Regions from separate parts of the Mus musculus genome. Here all the other regions are linked to region 3. The links are chromatin contacts, called in public Hi-C and HiChIP or PLAC-seq maps. All regions are on one chromosome and are shown on one strand. Each heading gives the region's core, a stretch centred on a gene start, on an enhancer-like site or on the middle of the called end of the contact. The rest is flanking DNA. Distances are from core to core; before and after follow the strand shown. Region 1 has its middle 5.7 kb from the start of Gm31068. Region 2 has its middle 26 kb from the start of Actb. Region 3 holds the start of Wipi2 (WD repeat domain, phosphoinositide interacting 2). Region 4 overlaps Rnf216 (ring finger protein 216).

Region 1 (2,712 bases), core at 106-2,605, 260 kb before region 3:
TAAGGAAGGGCCCAGCCCATTGTGGGTGGTGCTATCCTTGGGCTAGTGGTCCCAGGTTCTATAAGAAAGCAGGCTGGGCAAGCCACAAGGAGCAAGCCAGTAAGCAGCATCCCTCCATGGCCTCTGTATCGACTACTGCCTCCAGGTTCCTGCTCTGTTTGAGTTCCTGGCCTGACTTCCTTTGAGGATGAACAGTGATGTGGAAATGTCAGCCAGATAAACCCTTTGCTCCCCACGTGGCTTTAGTCATGGTTTTTTATTACAGTAGTAACCATCATTAGGACATACATTTGTAAGATTATGTGTACCCACACTCATAAACACACACATAATAATCAGAACGTATGCAGACGTTGAGCTGCCTAGGAGATGAGTAAAGGACACTTACTCCTGTGAGGGTGTGTCCCAGAGGACATATGGGGGTCCAGCCGCTGAGACAAGGACACCACCCTGAGCACAGACAGGATTCTCTGATAGACTACAGGTCAACATGGAGCCAAAATGGAGGAAGGAGCCAGGGCTGGTACTCAGTAGGTTGATGCAGGAGGACAGCAATTTCAAGGCCTGCCTGTGTGACCGGAGCTCAAGACCTGCCCAGGTAACTTAGTAAGACCTTGTCTCAAAAGGAAAGTCAAAGAGGATTGGGTTGAAGCTCATTAGTAGCTCACCCACCTGGAATCCCCCAGTGAGGGGCTGGGGTGTGGCTCAGTGGTAGAGCCCCTGCCTAGAATCCCCCATTGAGGGGCTGGGGTGTGGCTCAGTGGTAGAGCCCCTGCCTAGACTCCCCCAGTGAGGGGCTGGGGTGTGGCTCAGTGGTAGAGCCCCTGCCTAGAATCCCCCAGTGAGGGGCTGGGGCGTGGCTCAGTGGTAGAGCTCCTTCCTAGAATCCCCCAGTGAGGGGCTGGGGTGTGGCTCAGTGGTAGATCCCCTGCCTAGAATCTCCCAGGGAGGGACTGGGGTGTGGCTCAGTGGTAGAGCACCTGCCTAGCATGCCAGAAACACTGGGTTCAGTCCTCAACACTGAGAGGGAGAGGGAGAGAAAAAAAAGAGAGAGGAAAAAAGAAAAAAAAATTAAATATCCCATTTGATCCTTGCTTTCATGGACCATAATAACTTCTAATGACCCCTATTTAACCTCCAAGAAGTACGTTTTACACCCAGGAGGGACCCATCCCACCTGCTGACTAATGTCTCCCTTGCTGTTGCTGTCTAACACCATCGAGTCTCATCACCTCCCATGAGCCCTCAGGTCCGCGCAAGCGAAAGCTTCTGTTGTGGTATTAGGCTGACCTCACACCCTGTCTGAAGGTTAGCAGTGCTGGGAGCCCTGTGTCTTGTGTCCCATTCATAGGCCTTCATTTTTTTCTGGCACACTTCTATCACAGAAACCCAGGGAAGGAGCTGCCTGTCCCCTTTACCCAGGACTCTCAGGGTGACCAGTCCCACCCTCACACACGATCTCCCCTCTGTGGGGTCTCACAAAAGAAATCTAGAATTGTTGTGCTCCAGCTCTAGCCCCGACCTTCCCAAGCTGCTCAGGTCGTGAGATTGGCCTGGCACAGACAGAACGAGGACCCCGGGTTGCAAGCAGGCAGCCACCAAGGCTTTATCGCAGATTTCTGCGGAACAAAGGCCCTGCCGGCCCTGGGAGCTCACGCTGTGGCCCTATTGAAATCTTGAGGTAGCCTTCTATTAATCACCCCCGCCCCCCACCCCCACCCCCGTGCCTCAGAGGCCAAAAAAGGGAGACACACAAAAACCTCTTTTCTAAGCAGGAAGAGCTTTGCGGAGACCCAAGCAGAAAGATTTCAGCCCACAAACCCCTCTCTCTGCCAACCGCATAGATCCTTGGGCCTCCTAGACTCGTACAAACAAACAAGAGAAGCCTGACTGGACGGAAGGACGGAAGGAGGGGGAGCAGACGGACGTGACCAAAAGCCCTGTGAACTCTAGGAAAGCAGCCTGGGTGAGGGAGGGCCCTCACAACCCCTCCCTTGTCTTTTTAGAAATCAAAAAGACCCGATTGAATGTTTTTGGTTTTTTTTAGGTACACAATGAGAGCATAGGCAAAAAAAGAAACAAAAATCTCACTTCCTAAAGAAACGAAGAAGAGAGAACAAATTTTTAGAGAAAGATTTTTAAAAAAAGAAAAGTAAAAACAAATATTCCATTCCTTCCTTCTTCAGACGTGGCCTTAAGTCGCAGCTCGTCTCCACCTCCCCAGTGTTCAGTGTTAACTGGTAAGGAATGCTATATTGTTCAGTCGTTGGTAAATGTTAGGTTTGGCTTCCGAGGGTTTGTAGGGAAATAAAGAGGTGTACACTCACACATGTGTATGGAAACCAGAGGCCAACAGCCAGTGTCTTCTCTGCCTTTTAGACTTGTTTTCTTTTTAATGCATATGTTCATGTCTACATGTGTGTTTGTGCACCTGAGGACAGTGTCTTCTCTGCCTTTTAGATTTGTTTTATTTTTAATTTACGTCTATATGTTAATGTCCTGCTGAGCCATCTCTCCCCACCATCACCACCATTTTCCTTTTATCAGTGGAGCCAAGCACAGCTTACTCCTTTCATTTTTGCCACAGGAGGCCAAGCCTAAAGAGAGGAGAGCTGGGCTCTTGCCCTGAACCGGTCTCAGCTGATGCTGATCCCAGGGCCAGGCCCCTTCTCTCCTTTATAAGCGGGATTCTGCAAGGTCTCCAGTTCCTGG
Region 2 (2,700 bases), core at 77-2,576, 300 kb after region 3:
TATGTTTCTAAGGAATGGGGCCAGCCAGTCCCAAAGCTCAGACTCTAGTCCTGTCCTGTCCTGTCCTGTCCTGTCCTGTCCTGTCCTGTCCCTTAGCCTGGGGTCACTCCAGGTAAGGCTCAAGGCCAGCACACTTAGCAGGACCCAGTTGGGCAGGTCACATAGACTCCAGTTCTAGGTGTCCGGAACCTCAGCCGCCTGTTTGGACAGTGAGGACGTCTCGGGGCAGGTGCAGAGCTCACGGAACCCCTGAGGTAGAGAGGATAGCGTAGGCTGATGAAAGGGCTGCAGTGACAGAGGGCAAAGAGGACTGGCCTGGTGGCTCATGCCTGGGATTCCAGGACTCAGGTGGCTAAGGCCAGAGGCCAGAAAGTTCCAGGCCAGGGCCAACAAGATGGCTTAGGTAGCGTTTGTGGTGCAAGCCTGAAGACCAAACTAAGTTCAGTGGCCGGAACCCATGGTGGAAGAGAAGCAGTCTCCCAGAGTTTCTCTGATCTGCACGTGTGTGAATAAAAATTGAGACAGGGTCTCACTGTGTATCCCAGGCTAGCCTGGAGCTCTCTGCCTGTCGCTGCCTTTACCCCCCAAATCCCAAATGCTGGGATTAAAGTTGTCTGCCACATGGAGTGGACACGCCCACTCCAATGCTCAGGAGGCAGGGCAGGCAGACCTTTGTGAGATCAAGGGTAGCCTGATCTCACAAATTCCAGGATAGCCAGAGCTTCACACTGAGAATCTGTCTTGAAAACGAATGAACAAAACAAAAAGAAAGAAATTGATCCTACGGGTCCTCTTGTGCATGTGTCTGATGCCCTACCCAAATCCTCCAGGGGAAACTCCCCATGACCCCTCACAGTTTCTTTTTCTTTCTTCCTTCCTAAATTTTCATTTTTATTTTCACACGTATACAGATGCTTGCTTGCATGTATATCTGAGCACCAGGTGTTTGCCTGGTGCCTTTGAGAGTCAGAAAAGGGCACTAGCTCTCCTGGAACCGCAGTTACATGAACTTGTGAGCACCGTGTGGGTTCTGAGAATTAAACTCCCGTCCCCTGGAAGAGTAGCCAAGGCTGTTAACCACCGAGCTATCTATTTCTCCAGCCTCTCGAGTCTTCCCCAAGGTTTAAACAACTTGGCCAGAATGCACTAAAAGTGATGGGGGTGGGGTGCTCAAGAGGAGGTTGAGTGGGGCAGCTGCGGCTCTGTCTGGTAGGAGCAGAAAGGAAAGGGGAGGTAGTGTGAGGGATCAGGCAGAGTAGGTACAAAAACTGGAGAGGTCCAGTCAGGGCGAGACCAGCAGGCCAGAGACCTCTCTCTGGCGCCACTTAGTGGCAAAACCTTATTTCTTGTTCTAGTCCTCCATATCCCCAAGGTACACTGGTGAGGGCTGACATCTCAGCTACTGGCATCAAGGACCAGGCTTGGTGGCTCACCATTGTAATCCCAGCACTTGGAAAGACAGGAGATGAGGATCACTGATTTACAGGCCAGCCTGGGCTACATAGTAAGTCCAGGATAGACTGAATCCTTCTTAATAAAACATAGAGCTGGGCAGTGGTGGTGCACGCCTTTAATCCCAGCACTCAGGAGGCAGAAGCTGGGGTCTCTGAGTTCAAGGCCAGCCTGGTCTACAGAGTGAGTCCCAGGACAGCCAGGATCGATCACACAGATCATTTCTATCTTGGGGAAAAACAAACCAAAGCAAAAAGCGTGGGCTGGCAAGGTGGCTCATCGGGTGGAAATGCCAAGCCTGCCAAGTCTGGTGACCTAGTTTAATCCGTGGCATGCACTTAATGAAAGGGGACAACTGAGACCTGCAAGTCCTCCTCTGGCCTCTGCAAAAGTGTCTGGGCACGCAGGGGAACCACTTAAAAACAAGAAAAAAAAAACCCAGCATTTGTAACTGACTTGGAATACGCATAGGATGAAAACGATATGTAGAGTGTTATATGCTTATGCTTAGGGGTAAGAACAAATGTCAATATGTTCAGCACAGACAGTTTTGTAGAAAGTATTCCTATCAAGGTGTGGTGGCCTATTCCTGTATCTTAGCACTCTGGAAGCAGAGGCAGGAAGAGTGGGAGTTGTAGGCCAGCCTGGGCTACATGGCCAGACCCTGCCTATGAATAAACAAACAAACAAACAAACAAACAAACAAACAAATAAATAAGGGCTAGAGAGATGGCTCAGTGGCTAAGAACATGCACTGCTGCCTTGCAAGTTCAGTTCCCAGCACCCCACAGGACCCATATAACTCCACCCACAGGACCCATATAACTCCACCCACAGGACCCATATAACTCCCAACTCAGGGGAACTGACATTCTGGCTTCTGTGGGCATCTGCACTTTCCTGCATGAACTGAAACCAGCACAGATAACTAAAAATAAATCTCCCTGGACCTGGCAGTGGTGGAGCACAGCTTTAATCCCAGCACGTGGGAGGCAGAGGTAGGCAGATGTCCAAGTTCAAGGCCAGCCTGGGCTACAGAGTGAGTTCCAGGACAACCAGGGCTACACAGAGAAACCCTGTCTCAGAAAAACCAACAACAAAAAAGAAATTTGGGCTGGTGAGATGGCTCAGTGGGTAAGAGCACCCGACTGCTCTTCCGAAGGTCCAGAGTTCAAATCCCAGCAACCACATGGTGGCTCAACCATCCCTAACGAGATCTGACTCCCTCTTCTGGTATGTCTGAAGACA
Region 3 (2,869 bases), core at 245-2,744:
GTCTGAAAGACTATAAGAGCCAGAGGCACTGGATACTGTCAAGGAAATGGTGTTTTCTGGACTAGCAGGGCAGCTACACACATGAACTCACAGTGGAATATACCAGACCTGTGCAAGCTAAGCCAGGCAAGATGTATGTATAAGAGAGATGGGCATGAAGCCTCACACCTAGCTAAGCTGTTGTTAACTGGTAGCTGCTGGGAACGGGGAATCAATTTCCTTCAAGGGTATGTATGATCTCCGATAGGTCTTCCAGTGGAAGACCATATCCAAAACTATATAGGCAACACAAAATGGAATTGGTGGGTTTAAAAAAGAAAGACTGAAAAAAAAAAAGACATAAAGTTGGGTGGGTAGGGAAGAAGAGTGGATCTGGGTGGTGGTGAGGTTGAATATGATCAAAATGCTTTGCATGAAATTCTTAAAGAATTCATTAAAAAAAAAAAAAAGAAAAGCTGGGAATCGTAGCACATTTAATTCCAGCACCAGAGGGCAGAGGACGGAGGGCAGATGGCCGAGGGCAGTATATTTCTATGCATTGAAGATTAAGATGGTGAGTTCCAGAAGAGCCAAGGTCTCCAAAGGCTAAAGCAAACCATTTTAAAGGCTACTTTAAACAAGCGTGGTGGTGCAGCTCCATAATCTTTTAAGAGGTAAAGGCAGGAAGACCGGGAATTCAAGGTCAACCTCAGCTACAGAGTCCAAAGCTAGCCTAAGATAGATGAGCCCCGATCCAAAGACAACAAACAAAACAAAAACACGAAACAGGAAGGGTGGGAAAGTGTGCGCCATCTTTTCCTCAACAACTTTGCCATCTTTGCCCCTCTGGCTGTACTAACAAAGTTCGACTTTGCTCCCCGCTTAACTGTCCTCAAGGACAGCACACTGCTCTTGGGAACTACCAGCCTCTTGCCTAGAGGTTCAGTTCTAACAGCACAGAACAAGTCTCTCTCTTCTCCAGGACCTTCGCCACCAGAACATTTCTATCTCCTTGAAGGGAAGAAGAGAAAGGAAAGAAGGGAAGCAGCGGGAAGGAGAGAAAGGTGCTTCCCATAGACTGTTGCACGGACCAATACATTTAAAGTAGAATCCTGTCCCAAGGACCGTGACCGCACGCGCCTTTCCAGTCTCAGACCCAACATTTGGCAAATCGTTTGCAGTTCTGCGCCTCGCTTTTCAAATCTGCAAAACGGACGTGCGACATTCTCTTCGAGCAACGCGGTGCGCCAAAGTTCCTAGAACAATGATCAACGACTCAGGACCAACGAGGTAACTCGCCGTTCTCAGACAGCAAGCCCCCGCCCACTCTCCGCCACGCGCAGGCGCACCCACCAGCGCACCTTTATGCATGCGCAGTCGACCGGAAACACCCGCGGATGCCTGCGGCGAAGAGGCGGGGCCTACGCAGCGGGCCTGCGCGGAACGCCGCCGTGCGACGCGAGGGTGGGCGGGACCGCGCAAGCGCGCAGCCCGTCCCGGCTCTGGAGCATAAACAAGAGTGGGGACGGGATGAGGCGGCAGTTGGTCCCCGCGCAGCGAGAGGCGGCGAGCGGGGCGACCTGCCGGACCGGACGTCGATCCTGAGTGTAGCGTGCTCCCGCGGGCCGCCCGAGTCGAGCTGCGCGCGCTCCCGCCAAGGGGGGTCCGAGGCCGTCGCGCGCTCGCAGCCATGAACCTGGCGAGCCAGAGCGGAGAGGCCGGCGCCGGCCAGCTGCTGTTCGCCAACTTCAACCAGGATAACACGTAAGGCCGGGCGCGGACGCGGGGCCGGGGCAGAGACCAGGGCTGGTCAGGTTGAGGGGTATGGGCGGGGGGCGTGCTGAGCCCGCGCGGCCGCTCGAGCGCTGCTGCCTCCTGGGCCGGGGGAGGTGATGGAACTCGGGGTGCCCCCATCCACCTGTCCTGAGACCTGGCCTTTCGCAAAGTTAGGAAGGAACTGTGCACGCCGGTTTGCGCCTGTCACCCGGACTCGGTTTTGCGGCCATCCTGGGCATCGCCCGCCTCCCCCTTTCTATACATCTGTATCCTCACTGCTTCTGTCGCTTTTCATGGCTTTTCTTTTTCTGTTTGCTTATTTCTTCTCTGCCGACCTTTCTGGCAAGTAACTTTGGTCTCCTCCAAAAAAGGACCAAACGGCAGTAGTAATCCAGGCCTTCGATCTGAGACTTTATCCTCAAGGGGTCTGGGAGCTTCAAAAGGGGGTGAGGTGGGCTATTCCTGGGGTAAAAAAGAACCTTCGTACCGGTCCACTGTTTTACCGGACTGAACTCCTGTAGTTCCCCATCTGGTTCTTCAAGGCTGCCTCGTTGGCATACCTGGAAGGTAGGTAATAGATGAGGTTTCTGATGAAGGATGGATGAGTTATGGGACTGGAAGGGAGAAGAGCCATCTTGGGAAGTGAGTAAGAGGAAGTGATGTAAGAGGAGGAGGAATGGGTCACTTGGCATCACACTAAGTAGTTGGTCGCTACTGGCACAATAGCATTAGCAAGGCAGGGACTGAGGCTTTTGTTTTTCCTCACTTAAAAGTTAGATTGGAGAATGGCAAGTACCTGTGTGGAGGGAGGTGCAACAGGTGCTCAGTTGGACCTTTAGACGAGCTCAAGAAGGAGGTGCTGTCCTGAAATTGGGACCAGCCACAAATGAGACTGTGAAGTTCAGAAAGGGCTAGAGTCTGTCAGGATCTTAAAGTTGGCTAATAGTGGGATGGGGCAGGCTTGGGTTCTCATCCCCTGAGGTTGCTCTCCTGGTGTTCTTTCCGTTGTAACACACTGGGTCTTTTCTACATTAGAACAGAATGCTAAAGACACTGAGTCCAGAAGTAATAGTGGACCTGGGCACTGGAGAGCTGGTTCAGTGGATAAAGCACT
Region 4 (2,868 bases), core at 297-2,796, 400 kb after region 3:
AGGATCTGAGTTCAATCCCCAGAACCTAAATTAAAACAAAACAAAACAAAACAAAAACAAAACCCAGGAATGGTAAAGGGTGCGTGTAATTTTGATTCTGGGGATGAGGGGCAGGTTGATCCTGGAGGCTTAAGGCCAGCCAGCCTACTGTAATCAGCAAGCCGACAATGAGAGAGCCCATTGTAAAAAAAGCAAGATGTAGGAATACCACTAGGGACTGATCTTTCCACACAATTCCTTTTATTCATTCATTTTCTGTTACAGGAGTCTGTTTTGGTTCAGGATGCCTAGGCAGGATGCCTGTTCATCAAATTCAAAGGCAGGTTAGATTACATAGCAAGTTCATGGGCAGTGTGCACTACAAACCAAGTTTCTGTCCTAAAACATCATCAAAAGACAAACAAACAAATGAGACTACTGTGGCTGCCTGTGCTCTAGGCATTCAGATTCTATTGCCCCGGCTTAAGCCTAGCTCAGAGTCAGAACCCCAGGCAAACTACTCTCTTGTTTTTGATTGATTGTTCCAGCTTAGTCTTTCAACTTGCTTGCCAGGAGAAATGAAGTTGCAGACCCAACTCTGGGGCACAGGGTAAACCCGTATGAGAAACTCTGTCTCTCTGTGGTCATTTAAGGCACTCAAAGGCCACCACATGGCTGTGATTGTCAATTCCCTGAGGCCTCCAGGTGAAACATGAGAAACATGACTTCACTAATGCTTAGTCAACTTTAGGGACCACTGGGACAAAGGCTTTTAGGCCACCTGAGTCCTCCAGCTGTCAAAGATACCAGTCCTCCCTGCCCCCACCCCCAAAGTCACATGTGCTAAGAGCCAGAAGATCTGGAAGGATACTGATTTAAAGAGTGTGAAAGACACAAGAAACTATGAGAATCAATGTGGCTCAGCTAAATCAAAGCTCGAGCAGATTCAGCAAGCTTCCTTTTCTGGTGGAAGTCACTGGAGGCTCCAGGGACTTCCTCTCTCCCAGGCACACCAGCAGAAGGAGCATGATCCTCACCCACAAGTTCAGTAGCTGGTGTGTTTGGCAAACCAGGGAGGGCACAGTGACATGCCATGACATAGCACGGATGCATGCACATGTACCCAGTGAAAGAGGGTGGTGACAACTCATGAGATCTTTTATTTTACTTTTGTTGTTCGTTTTTGACACAGGGTCTCTCTAAGAGCCCTGGCTGTGCTGGAACTATGTACACCAGACCAGGCTGGCTTCAAACTCTGAGAGATCCACTTGCTTTTGCCAGGAGTGCTGGGATTAAAAGACTGTGCTACCATATCCTACTAGTGTCTTAAACTGAAACTCTTCGAGGAACATATACCCACACAACTGATAGAGTACTTCCCCAATCTGGAACTACACGGTCTGGTGAGGTGCCTTTCCAGGCTGTCAGCCACAACACCCAAGTATCCAACATTCTGTACACCTGAATCAAGCAGTTCAACAATGAGACATATTCCATAAGTTGAAATTTCAAGGAGCACAGATGGGCTTCATATTATAAATAACAATTATTTCAAGGTCTGGTTTATTACAAGCTGGGTTGGTGCTACTTGAGGGTGGCAAGAGGATTAGCAGTTTGAGGTAAGCCTGGGTGATACAAGGAGACCCCATCTTTAAAAAAAAAAAAAACCAAGTAAGAAAAATAAAAATAAAGCTGGTGTGATAGTTCAGTGAGTAAGCGTGATTGATTGCCTGGATTTGCTCCCTGGGACCCAAGGTGGAATCAGAGAACTGATCTGACGACTGTCCTGACTTCCACATGTGCTCCATGGCACAGGTCCCTGCATCACACTTGTGCAAAGATATACATCACCAATAATGATAATATAAACTGAGATTCTCGTGTCACTCTTTTAAATTTTACTTATTAGGTATGTCTGTAAACACAGCTTACATTAGCATGCCCACATGTAATTGAGTGGAGAGTCCTGAGAGACATGCATGGAAGACAAGCCTATACAGTTACTAAGCTGCTTCTGCCCTGTGACAGACACTCTCAGGGTTAAAACACTGTGAGTGGTATAGGATGGGGGCTGGTCTGAGGCAGGGCAGTTCCTACCACATGTTACAGCTGTAGCAGTGGGTGTGACTCAGTGTCTGCCTGCTGTCAGGCATGGCACAGGAATAGCCATACCCACTCAGCCCAGAGGCTGGAGAGGTCTGAGGGGTGACATGTTGTGGCTGAAGGTGCACAGGAGTCAGCAGTTGACAGGAAAGGGCACGCTCAGGCATGGCAGAGGAGCAGAGTGGTGGCTGGGGCAGGAAGGGGTCAGACACTGAAAGGAGACCTGGATTAGCAGGCTGCTGGTGCTAAACGCTACAGGCAGGAGCCAGAAGTCAGGCGGAGTGGAGAGAGTATGAGGATTTGATGGCTGAAGAGGCAGAAGTGGAGATGGTGGATCTGCTGCCCCCTTTGCTCTCCCTGGGTCCTGCCTGCCCATTGTGCATATAAACTCAACCCAGGTTTACACATAAACACAAGCATTAAAAAAAAATCTTTAAAAAAGGGTGGGCAGTACCCAGATTTTTAGAGCTAGAAATTTCAGAAGCCAGGTACTTAAAATGCAAACACCTTCACAAAGGGTACTTTGCAAGAACATCCACTAAGTATTTTTTGGGGGGTGGGGGCCATTTTTTTAAAAAAGATTTATTTATTTATTATATGTAAGTACACTGTAGCTGTCTTCAGACACCCCAGAAGAGGGCGTCAGATCATGTTACAGATGGTTGTGAGCCACCACGTGGTTGATGGGATTTGAACTTCGGACCTTCGGAAGAGCAGTTGAGTGCTCTTACCCACTGAGCCATCTCACCAGCCCCCTTGTTTTCATTTTTAATTACATGTATGTGT

Evidence for each region. A called contact is a pair of places that touch in the nucleus more often than the background predicts. HiChIP or PLAC-seq counts read pairs in DNA pulled down with a chosen protein or histone mark.
Region 1: a contact with region 3 is called in a Hi-C map of Th1 cells, with 3 times the contacts expected there. The contact joins the enhancer-like site here to the promoter of Wipi2 in region 3. A contact is called at or near these places in 1 of 39 promoter capture datasets (embryonic stem cells), 10 of 484 Hi-C or Micro-C datasets (CD4 T cells, CD8 T cells, Th1 cells and 6 more), 3 of 115 datasets of contacts at active chromatin or transcription factors (the SCID.adh cell line, embryonic stem cells and pancreatic cancer cells) and 3 of 9 other capture datasets (adipose tissue, liver and pancreatic islet).
Region 2: a Hi-C map of CD8 T cells shows a contact between it and region 3, with 2.3 times the contacts expected there. The contact joins the enhancer-like site here to the promoter of Wipi2 in region 3. A contact is called at or near these places in 1 of 15 datasets of contacts at CTCF or cohesin (the NIH/3T3 cell line), 3 of 484 Hi-C or Micro-C datasets (CD8 T cells, embryonic stem cells and regulatory T cells), 6 of 115 datasets of contacts at active chromatin or transcription factors (effector CD8 T cells, embryonic limb bud, embryonic stem cells and 2 more) and 2 of 9 other capture datasets (embryonic stem cells and liver).
Region 4: a contact with region 3 is called in an H3K4me3 HiChIP or PLAC-seq map of bone marrow-derived macrophages, with 2.7 times the contacts expected there. The contact joins the enhancer-like site here to the promoter of Wipi2 in region 3. A contact is called at or near these places in 1 of 39 promoter capture datasets (the C10 cell line), 1 of 484 Hi-C or Micro-C datasets (erythroblasts), 7 of 115 datasets of contacts at active chromatin or transcription factors (the 230-238 cell line, bone marrow-derived macrophages, embryonic basal ganglia and 3 more) and 2 of 9 other capture datasets (adipose tissue and liver).

What each region holds. Positions count from the first base shown.
Region 1 is chr5:142,370,061-142,372,772 of GRCm38.p6, forward strand. No RefSeq gene overlaps it. Among named protein-coding and RNA genes, the nearest start is that of Gm31068, 5.7 kb to the left of the region's middle. Within about 2 kb of position 1,356, at least 81 of the 459 cell types and tissues checked have an H3K27ac peak or open chromatin away from gene starts, as enhancers often do. A contact at or near this core is called in CD8 T cells, the SCID.adh cell line and Th1 cells, where this site is marked.
Region 2 is chr5:142,931,190-142,933,889 of GRCm38.p6, forward strand. No RefSeq gene overlaps it. Among named protein-coding and RNA genes, the nearest start is that of Actb, 26 kb to the left of the region's middle. Within about 2 kb of position 1,327, at least 130 of the 459 cell types and tissues checked have an H3K27ac peak or open chromatin away from gene starts, as enhancers often do. A contact at or near this core is called in CD8 T cells, liver, pro-B cells and 1 more, where this site is marked.
Region 3 is chr5:142,628,090-142,630,958 of GRCm38.p6, forward strand. Wipi2 (WD repeat domain, phosphoinositide interacting 2) reads left to right here and starts at 1,495. Exons shown (of 12, transcript NM_178398.4): 1 at 1,495-1,743. The coding sequence starts at 1,670.
Region 4 is chr5:143,032,130-143,034,997 of GRCm38.p6, forward strand. The region is part of intron 13 of Rnf216 (ring finger protein 216); the gene reads right to left. Among named protein-coding and RNA genes, the nearest start is that of Gm43380, 5.4 kb to the right of the region's middle. Within about 2 kb of position 1,547, at least 34 of the 459 cell types and tissues checked have an H3K27ac peak or open chromatin away from gene starts, as enhancers often do. A contact at or near this core is called in adipose tissue and bone marrow-derived macrophages, where this site is marked.